Regions from separate parts of the Zea mays genome. Here region 1 is linked to region 2. Evidence: chromatin contacts called from public Hi-C data. All regions are on one chromosome and are shown on one strand. The core of a region is the stretch at or near the end of the contact, and the rest is flanking DNA. Distances in the headings are between cores, read along the strand shown. Region 1 holds the start of LOC103638457. Region 2 holds the start of LOC100501315.

Region 1 (4,345 bases), core at 1,496-3,995, 300 kb after region 2:
TTCAAGAAAAATGCTTAAGATGTTTTTCAAAAATGGGTATGATGAAGGGTTATCACCCTTATCACCTTGAGCGGGATGATCGGGACTCCTTGGTTTGGGTGAGGCCCCAAAGGAGTTGGCTCACCCGGGTTAGGTGTGAGCATGAAGGATTGTCTTGACTTGTATAAGGACCGATTTGTCATATTTCATTACATATACTCTTATCAAGTATAACCACTCGAGATTGTATGGATAGTCACTTGATCAGAACTTGCACGGTCTGCACCCTAGGGTTATTGGTGGCTGGGGAGCACCGGAAGGACAAGGAGAGGGATGTTTACAATTCATCTTCTTCAAAAAAAAGTTGACTTATAACTCCACCAAATATGAGCATGTACAATGAGGTCTCTTTCTCCTTTATGAGTTAGAATGGGCTTGCGGAATACGAAAGTATTCACATGTGGCTTTACATGTTTTTAGTGGCTGGAGACATCATTACCGCTTTGTTCAACTAGAAGAGGGTTATGTCTGCACCCAGTCTGCCTGTGACTAAGGCTGGTTCTCGCTCTGCTTTTCCTTAGCTCCCCTGAGCTTTGCTTTCGGTATTGTAATAATTATTGTAAAAGACTATGTTCCATCTAATGAAATAAATGTGGTTACTAGCCTCCTAGGACTAGTAATTGTATCATATTTGGGTCCCAAAGGATTGGGTCGCTTCATTTATTCCCTAGCCCGCTCCCATGATGAGCTGTCGGTGCACCATCTGGTTGCCATCCATCGTGACCCCCTTCACATCCACCCAATGGTCACACATCGCTAAGATGGTGTCCTCCAACCACTGGACCAACTAGTGCTCATAGCTGCTACCACTATGGTTCTCTCGCTTGTCCCCCTAGCACCAATATAATCACTGGCAAGTGGATCTTCCATCATAAGCTCAAGGACGATGGTCTCTGGATCGCTACAAGGCTCGTTGGGTCCTTAGGGGCTACACTTAGCGCCCTAGAGTGGACTATAATGAGACCTTTAGTCATGTTGTCAAGCTCGCAACCGTTTGGACCGTCCTCTCCCATGCCCTCTCTCTAGACTAGGCGGTCCAACAGCTGGATGCCAAGAGTGCCTTCCTTCATGGCACTCTAACTAAGATTGTACTGCAACCAACCTGTCGGCTTCATCGACTCCACTCGCCTGAGTATTGTGTGTAAGCTTAACCACTTTTTGTATGGCCTCAAATAGGTGTCATGGCCCTGGTACAGTCGCTTCGCCTCCTACTTGATCTCCCTCGGCTTCATCGAGGCCAAGTTAGACACGTCCCTATTCATCCTGTGGTGCGACGGCGGTACCGTCTACCTCCTTCTCCATGTCGACGACATCATGCTCAAAACATCCAGTGCCACCCTCTAGCGCACGATCGTCGTGTTGTAGTGTGAGTTCACGATAAAGGACCTCGGCCCTCTCCACCATTTCCATGGGGATCACCATGGAGCGCCGCCCCATGGCCTCTTCCTTCACCAGTGCTAGTACACCATCGACATTTTGGAGCGAGCCGTCATATCTGACTGTAAGGCTTGCTTCACGCCTGTTGACACTCAGACGAAGGTCTCCAAAGACCACGATGCCCCAAACGGCTAAGTGATAGCCTATCGGGGCCTCATTGGGGCTTTACTGTACCTCATCTTCACTCGGCCTGATATTGCCTACGTAGTCCAACAGGTGTACCTTCACTTCCATACCCTATGGGAGCCCCACCTCGCCATTGCCAAGCTGATTCTTCGCTACTTCCGTGGCACTCTCGACTACGACCTTCTTCGGGCCTCTCTGACTCTGAGCTAGTCGTCTATACCGATGCTGATTGAGTCGGCTGCCCCGACACGCATCGGTCCACCTTTGGTTACGCTGTGTTTCTGGGAGCCAACCCCATATCCTGGTCCTCAAAGCGGTAGCTTGTCATCTCTCACTCCAGCACTGAGACCGAGTATCGCGTTGTGGCCAACGGTGTGGCCGAGGCGTCTCGTCAGCTGCTCTAGGAGCTCCATAGCACCCTAGCACGCCACACTCGTCTATTGTGACATGGTCAACACGGTCTACCTCTCCACCACTTCCATACAACACCAGCGCACGAAGCACGTAGAGATCAACATCCACTTCATCCGCGAGTGTGTCACCGTCGGCGATGTACATGTCCTCCATACCAATCACTTCACAGCTTGACGACATCTTGACCAAGGGGCTCTCCTCTATGACGTCCTCAGAATTTCAGTCCTGTTTCAACATCTATAATGCCTAAAGTTATGACATTTGTAATGACTAGAGTTGCAACTACGGAAGTATTCGACATGTGTGTTATATAATGGGTTTAGGCCCAACCCATATACTATCTCATCTATTAATATAGCAGCCCAGGTTTGCAATCTCAAACTCTAATAGTTACGTTCAATTAAGAAGCATAGTGTATCTCATCTATTAATATAGCAGCCTGGGTTTGCAATCTCAGACTCTAATAGTTACATTCAATTAAAAAGCATAGTGATGCACTGACGCAGCACTATAAGGCCATGTTCAGTTATACCAAACCAGGCCTGGTTTAATCTGGATTGGGATCCAATCCAGCCCACAATCCAAGCCCGGAAAAAAAATCCAGGATGATTTATTTTTCCCTTCGGTTAAGCCCAGTATGGTTTGTAGCCCAGAAGCTTGGATTGTTTTTTACTCTTGTACTCCTAGATTATAACCCTAGCTCGTTTGTTCTGGAACAAATCCACGTGCCGCCTCACGCGGCTGAGCACGCCGCCCCCGCCGCCTCGTCCCTGTCTCGCCGTCGCCGCCTCGTTCCCGTCCTGCCATCATCGTCTCGTCCCTGCTTCTCGATCGTACGCCGTGAGCAATAGGAGTTCCGTCCGGCGCTGGAGCTGAGCCTGGAGGTAGGTCCTAGCTAGAGCCGTCCGTGCTGCTGGCTAGATCTAGCTAGATGTGGTTTGACTTCCCTCGCAACCATACTACCTTGTACTACCTGGAATTTTTATTTATATTTTTTGAAATGATATTATGTGTTCTGTAAGCTTTGCAGGGACGTAGATTCGAGGTAGTAATTTTATGATCGTTGTGAACATACAACTTAACTTTAGTTCAAAATTCAACTGAATTTTTATTTCTTCAGAGAAACGGTTTTATTAACCACTTGAGAATATCGTTACACTTTGGTGGCACTTGTTTCTATTGTTTTTACACATTGTCGTTTGGTGTTTATTATACTGATATCATGTGTTTATTGCATTTATTGGTTTGGATTTAAATCATGTGTTTTGTTTCTTGTAATAGTCTTTTAATTTGGTAACAGTTTGGTGTTCATTATTGTATCTATTTTCAGATTGTCCCTACTCTTGTGAGAGTCGCGAGGACAAGCTTTCCCCCTCTTGAGATCCGGTGTCTAATCCATTTTTCAAGGTGCTATGTGTACAAAATTTATAGTCTTAAAATTATATGAAGTGTGTAACTATTTTTGTTAACTTGATTTCCTTGTGTTCATTGATATTGCTTATAGTTTTACAATGGATATGAGTACTAGAGATCGCATTAGAAAGAGGAGGGATGATGATGACGATGATCTCATGCTTTTAATTATCCCTACTCTACATCTCTTGGGCTATATTGGAGATAGTGAAAAAAAGTTGCGACATACATCAACGCTAACTGGAGAGGAAAAGGTTAGGGAGCAACTTGAAGGCCACATCAAGAATTGTAGGACATCATTTAGGATGGAACCTTACATCTTTAAAGCCTTGGTCAATTATCCTAGAAGCGAAGGGTTGGTTAAAGACACTAGAATCAAGGTCGAGGAAAAGCTTGGTTTCTTTTTATATATGATTAGTCACAATGCGTCGTTTGAGGATCTCCAAGTATTCTTTGGTCACAGCAATGATACATTCCATCGTGTGATCAAACATTTCTTTGACATAGTTATCCCTGCCCTCAGCATGCGGTTCCTAAAACCTCCCTCCAATCAAGTACATGCAAAAGTTCGCGAAGATAACCGATTTTACCCTTACTTTAAGGTGATTTCTTTTAACTCTTATGTGTCAATCTTACAAGGTACTCAACCTTAAATGATCTTAGAAGATCATTTCTTTTTTACTTTTTTGCAGAATTGCCTAGGTTCAATAGATGGAATCCACGTTCCAATATCAATGTCACCTAATCAAGCTGCACCATTCAGGAATAGAAAAGGGACACTTAGTCAAAATGTGATGTTCGTTTGTGATTTTGATCTCAAAGTCACTTATTTGTCAGCTGGATGGGAAGGATCAGCAACAGATTCAATGGTTCTCAGATCTGTAATGACCAATTCTATAGGAAAGTTTGAAGTACC
Region 2 (3,936 bases), core at 868-3,367:
TTAGTGGCGACCCCAAGATCCTCCGATGTTGTTGTCTTGTCCCGATCTCTCCTAGCCTCATCCATGTCCAGCGTCATCGACTTCCTCGATCTAGAGCTCCCCCATGTCTAGCTCGTGCAAGACATGAAGAACTAAATAATGATAAATCTCACTCTCGCAAGGAACTATAAGAAAGGGGCGAGAGGTAAGGGGTGGGTTCGACTTGAAGAAGATGCAGTCTAGCTTCGACATTTCACCACTGCCGTAGGCTGTGCGGCTCAGATGCGGGTTGTGGGGAGGCTCGAGAAAGGCGCGATGGAGGGGAGCAGAGGAGCAAGATGTCACACTTCTTGGCAGTCGTCGTAGAGTGCGCACTGGACCGAGATCGCGTGGGTGGATGATCCTTATGGGGTCACACGCCTCCACAACCGCCGTGCGCCGAGGCCGACCATGCTGCGCTACGCGTTCCCAGGCTGCCTGCGCCGAGGCCCCAGAGCTACGTCCACCGGATCTAGATCCTGCGGGAGCGAGTGGCGCGGTAGTGATGACGACGTCGGGGGAGGGGCGGTGGAGGCAGGGGGAGGAGGTGAGGCGGAGATAGGTCACGTCGGTGATGGAGGGTGATCCCGCATGGGGAGGGAACACACGGAGGTGGGGCGGTTGCGCACGGGGAGTGTGGGCGGGACGGTTGCGCATGGGGAGGCCGACGCACGGAGTGAACGCGGGGGTAGCTCGCGTGGGGGATGTGGGGAGGCAGCGGCTGCAGACGGACGAGCGAGAGCTACCTGCTCCCACTGGCAAGAGGACGCGAGATGGACGGATGATACACGAAAATGGAGGCGTGGGCAAAACGAACGGTGCAGATTGAGAGTAGGCAGAACCAGATAGAGGTATGCTACCCTTACAACCTTAATAAGTAGTAGAGAATAGGGTGATTCTGAGTGATTCTCTACTGGAAATGAATCTATTTGCCGAAAATCGTTTGGCAAATAGGCTGTGAAGTGATTTCTGAGGGGTTAAAGAGTGGGGAGTAGGTTAAGAGTGGTGGGAAGCAGATTTTTTGGCTCCTACTTTCTAATATAAAATGGAGACTAGATTTACTTGTAGTTCAGTTTTTTATCGTTTAGCTAGGAGTCATTCTCGTAACGAATGGAGTTGTAGGAGCTCTATCAAACGTTCACTTGTAATTGGTTTAATTTTTTTCTTTAAGTAACCGACTCGTATTATTCGAAAACTTTACTGCTGTTATTAATTTTTACTTTGTAATCATTTTGTATATAATATATAAGGCCCTGTTTGAAACTCACGAGATAAACTTTAGCAGTTTTTAGCTACTTTTAGCTATTTGATGATCTAAACAAGAGAGCTAACTGTGGTGCGATAAAATTTAGTATATATTATCTCATAAAATGTTCAAGGAGTGCTAAAAGGAGTTAAACGTGGGCCATGGAACCTCATTTTCCACCCATACCCTCCAACCCTATTCTCTCTCTCTCCGCATTAGGGGTATGGATGTCTTTTTATTCCAATGTGCTAAACTTTATTAGAGTAGTCTAAACACTAAAAAAGCTAAACTTTAGCACTTTAATTTATATTGCTAAAGTTTAGCAAAAGCTAAAGTTTATCCCGTGAGATTGAAACAGGGCGTAAGTATGATTTTGAATTTCCTATATTTCTAAAAAAGGTTGAATAAGATGAGTAGGTTAAATTTAATAAAAATTAAATAAATTATAAATCATGACAGAGAGAATATTATATTACATATAGATATATTGATGATTCGATAGGATAAAAATTTGTCAGTTTGCCGTTCGTGGTAGAGCAGGGCAGCCTACAGAATCCATGCGTGGTCCTACTGGAACCCGTGTCGATCGATGCGAAGGTGGGAGCGCTTTTTTCTAGACGGTATGGCGTCAGCGCACTCATTGCGTCTGGAAGAGGCACGGTGACGCTGAGTCACATACTCACATGTCGTCGATGCGCGCGCGCCGCGCGTATGCGGTGACGAGCGTCCAAGAAAGAGAAAGAGACCAATGCGGCAGCTTGAAAGCGAGACGTGTCGGTCGGTACGCCGTACGTGTGACGTGCGTTGCGGCAGCGCACTTATATTAGCCTGGTCAGTACACCCACCGTAGCCTCACACTTCGCTGGGGAGACGAAGCTGCTAGCCGATCAGGGGAGAATTCTTTTGTAATGGAGCTGCTGCGACCACGCGGCGATGGTTGTTGCCCGCGCGTGCTCTCGGTTTCTCTGCTGCTCCTCGCCGCCCTGCTGTGGAAGCACGTCTCTGCGGCGGCGATTACCAGGGGTGATTTCCCGGAGGGGTTCGTCTTCGGCGCCGGCGCATCGGCTTACCAGGTAGGATAGGAGCAGTGTGGGCTACGGGCAGTGAGTGGCGCGCGAGGCAGAGAGGCAGGTAGGTGGTGTTGAGATGAATCGTCTGGTTTGTGCAGATCGAAGGCGCATGGGCAGAGGACGGGAAGAAGCCCAGCATCTGGGACACATACACGCACAGTGGTCAGCGAGCGAGCTAGTAGCTCCTCCCATTTCTCTCGCTCAGCTCCATATGGTTTGGAAATCCAAGTCCTGTATCGTCTGGTTTTTGTGCTTGCGTTGTGTAGGATATTCGATTGACCGTGATACTGGAGATGTGGCTGCGGACCAGTATCACCATTACAAGGCATGGCCAGCATTTCCTTTTAAGTTCGATTATATATACTGATTGCTTACGAATCCGTAGTCAGTCATGTGCTAGCTGGACTGACGATTTTCAGGAAGATGTGAAGCTAATGCATGACATGGGCTTGGACGCGTACAGGTTCTCGATTGCCTGGTCAAGGCTTATTCCAGGTGCTAGCTAGTAGAGTCCTAGACACAGAGGAGAGGATCTTTTTTTCCCTCTGTTTATCAGTGTACTTAGCCATCCTATCGTATTGTTTTCGCATGTCTGATGATATGCCACGTGTTTGTAGATGGGCGTGGAGCTGTGAACCCAAAGGGGTTGGAGTACTACAACAGCCTCATAGATGAGCTCCTCAGATATGGTCGTCATTTGGTACTTCATTAATTGCAACGTTAATTAACGGCGCCTGATTCCGAATGGTTTTATTTCCGCGCGTGTAATTAACGTGTGGCAGGAATACAGCCGCACGTGACCATCTATCACTTCGACCTTCCCCAGGCTCTCCAGGATGAATACAACGGCCTGCTCAGTCCGAGAATCATGTATGTAGTGTAGTGTACACACACATGCATGTGCAGATGGCCATGGCATGAATGGATCCCCCTGACCGCCGTGCGTACCGTACGCAGCGATGATTTTACCGCTTACGCAGACGTGTGCTTCCGGAGCTTCGGCGACAGGGTGAAGCACTGGATCACGGTGAACGAGCCCAACATCGAGCCCATCGGCGGCTACGACCAAGGCTACCTCCCGCCGCGCCGCTGCTCCTACCCGTTTGGACTGGGCGTCACCTGCACCCACGGCAACTCCACGACGGAGCCGTACGCCGTCGCCCACCACCTCCTGCTCGCGCATGCGTCGGCTGTGTCCCTCTACAGACGCAAGTACCAGGTCGGTCGGTCGGTCGATCGATCGATCGATATCCATGCACTGCAACTGCATTACATCAACTGTGTACTAGCAGGGCGAGCAAGGAGGACGGATTGGACTGACGTTGCTGGCCTGGTGGTATGAGCCAGCGACGCAGAAGCCCGAGGATGTAGAAGCAGCTGCCAGAGCAAATGACTTCTCGCTTGGATGGTTCATGCATCCCCTGGTGTACGGCGACTATCCGCCCGTGATGAAGAGGAACGTGGGGGCAAGGCTGCCGTCGCTGACGGCCCGAGACTCGGCCATGGTGCGCGGCTCGCTCGATTTCGTTGGGATCAACCAGTACGGCGCGATCCTGGTCGAAGCAGACCTGGGCCAGCTCGATCGGGACCTCAGAGACTACT

The links. A called contact is a pair of places that touch in the nucleus more often than the background predicts.
Region 1: a contact with region 2 is called in a Hi-C map of ear, with 6 times the contacts expected there. The contact joins the promoter of LOC103638457 here to the promoter of LOC100501315 in region 2. A contact is called at or near these places in 2 of 25 Hi-C or Micro-C datasets (ear and leaf).

The regions. Positions count from the first base shown.
Region 1 is chr9:74,423,235-74,427,579 of Zm-B73-REFERENCE-NAM-5.0, forward strand. It overlaps LOC103638457, which reads left to right and starts at 2,746. Exons shown (of 6, transcript NM_001369853.1): 1 at 2,746-2,900; 2 at 3,347-3,423.
Region 2 is chr9:74,123,204-74,127,139 of Zm-B73-REFERENCE-NAM-5.0, forward strand. LOC100501315 reads left to right here and starts at 2,118. Exons shown (of 11, transcript NM_001196066.1): 1 at 2,118-2,337; 2 at 2,433-2,496; 3 at 2,601-2,659; 4 at 2,754-2,829; 5 at 2,952-3,034; 6 at 3,125-3,204; 7 at 3,292-3,553; 8 at 3,627-3,936. The coding sequence starts at 2,173.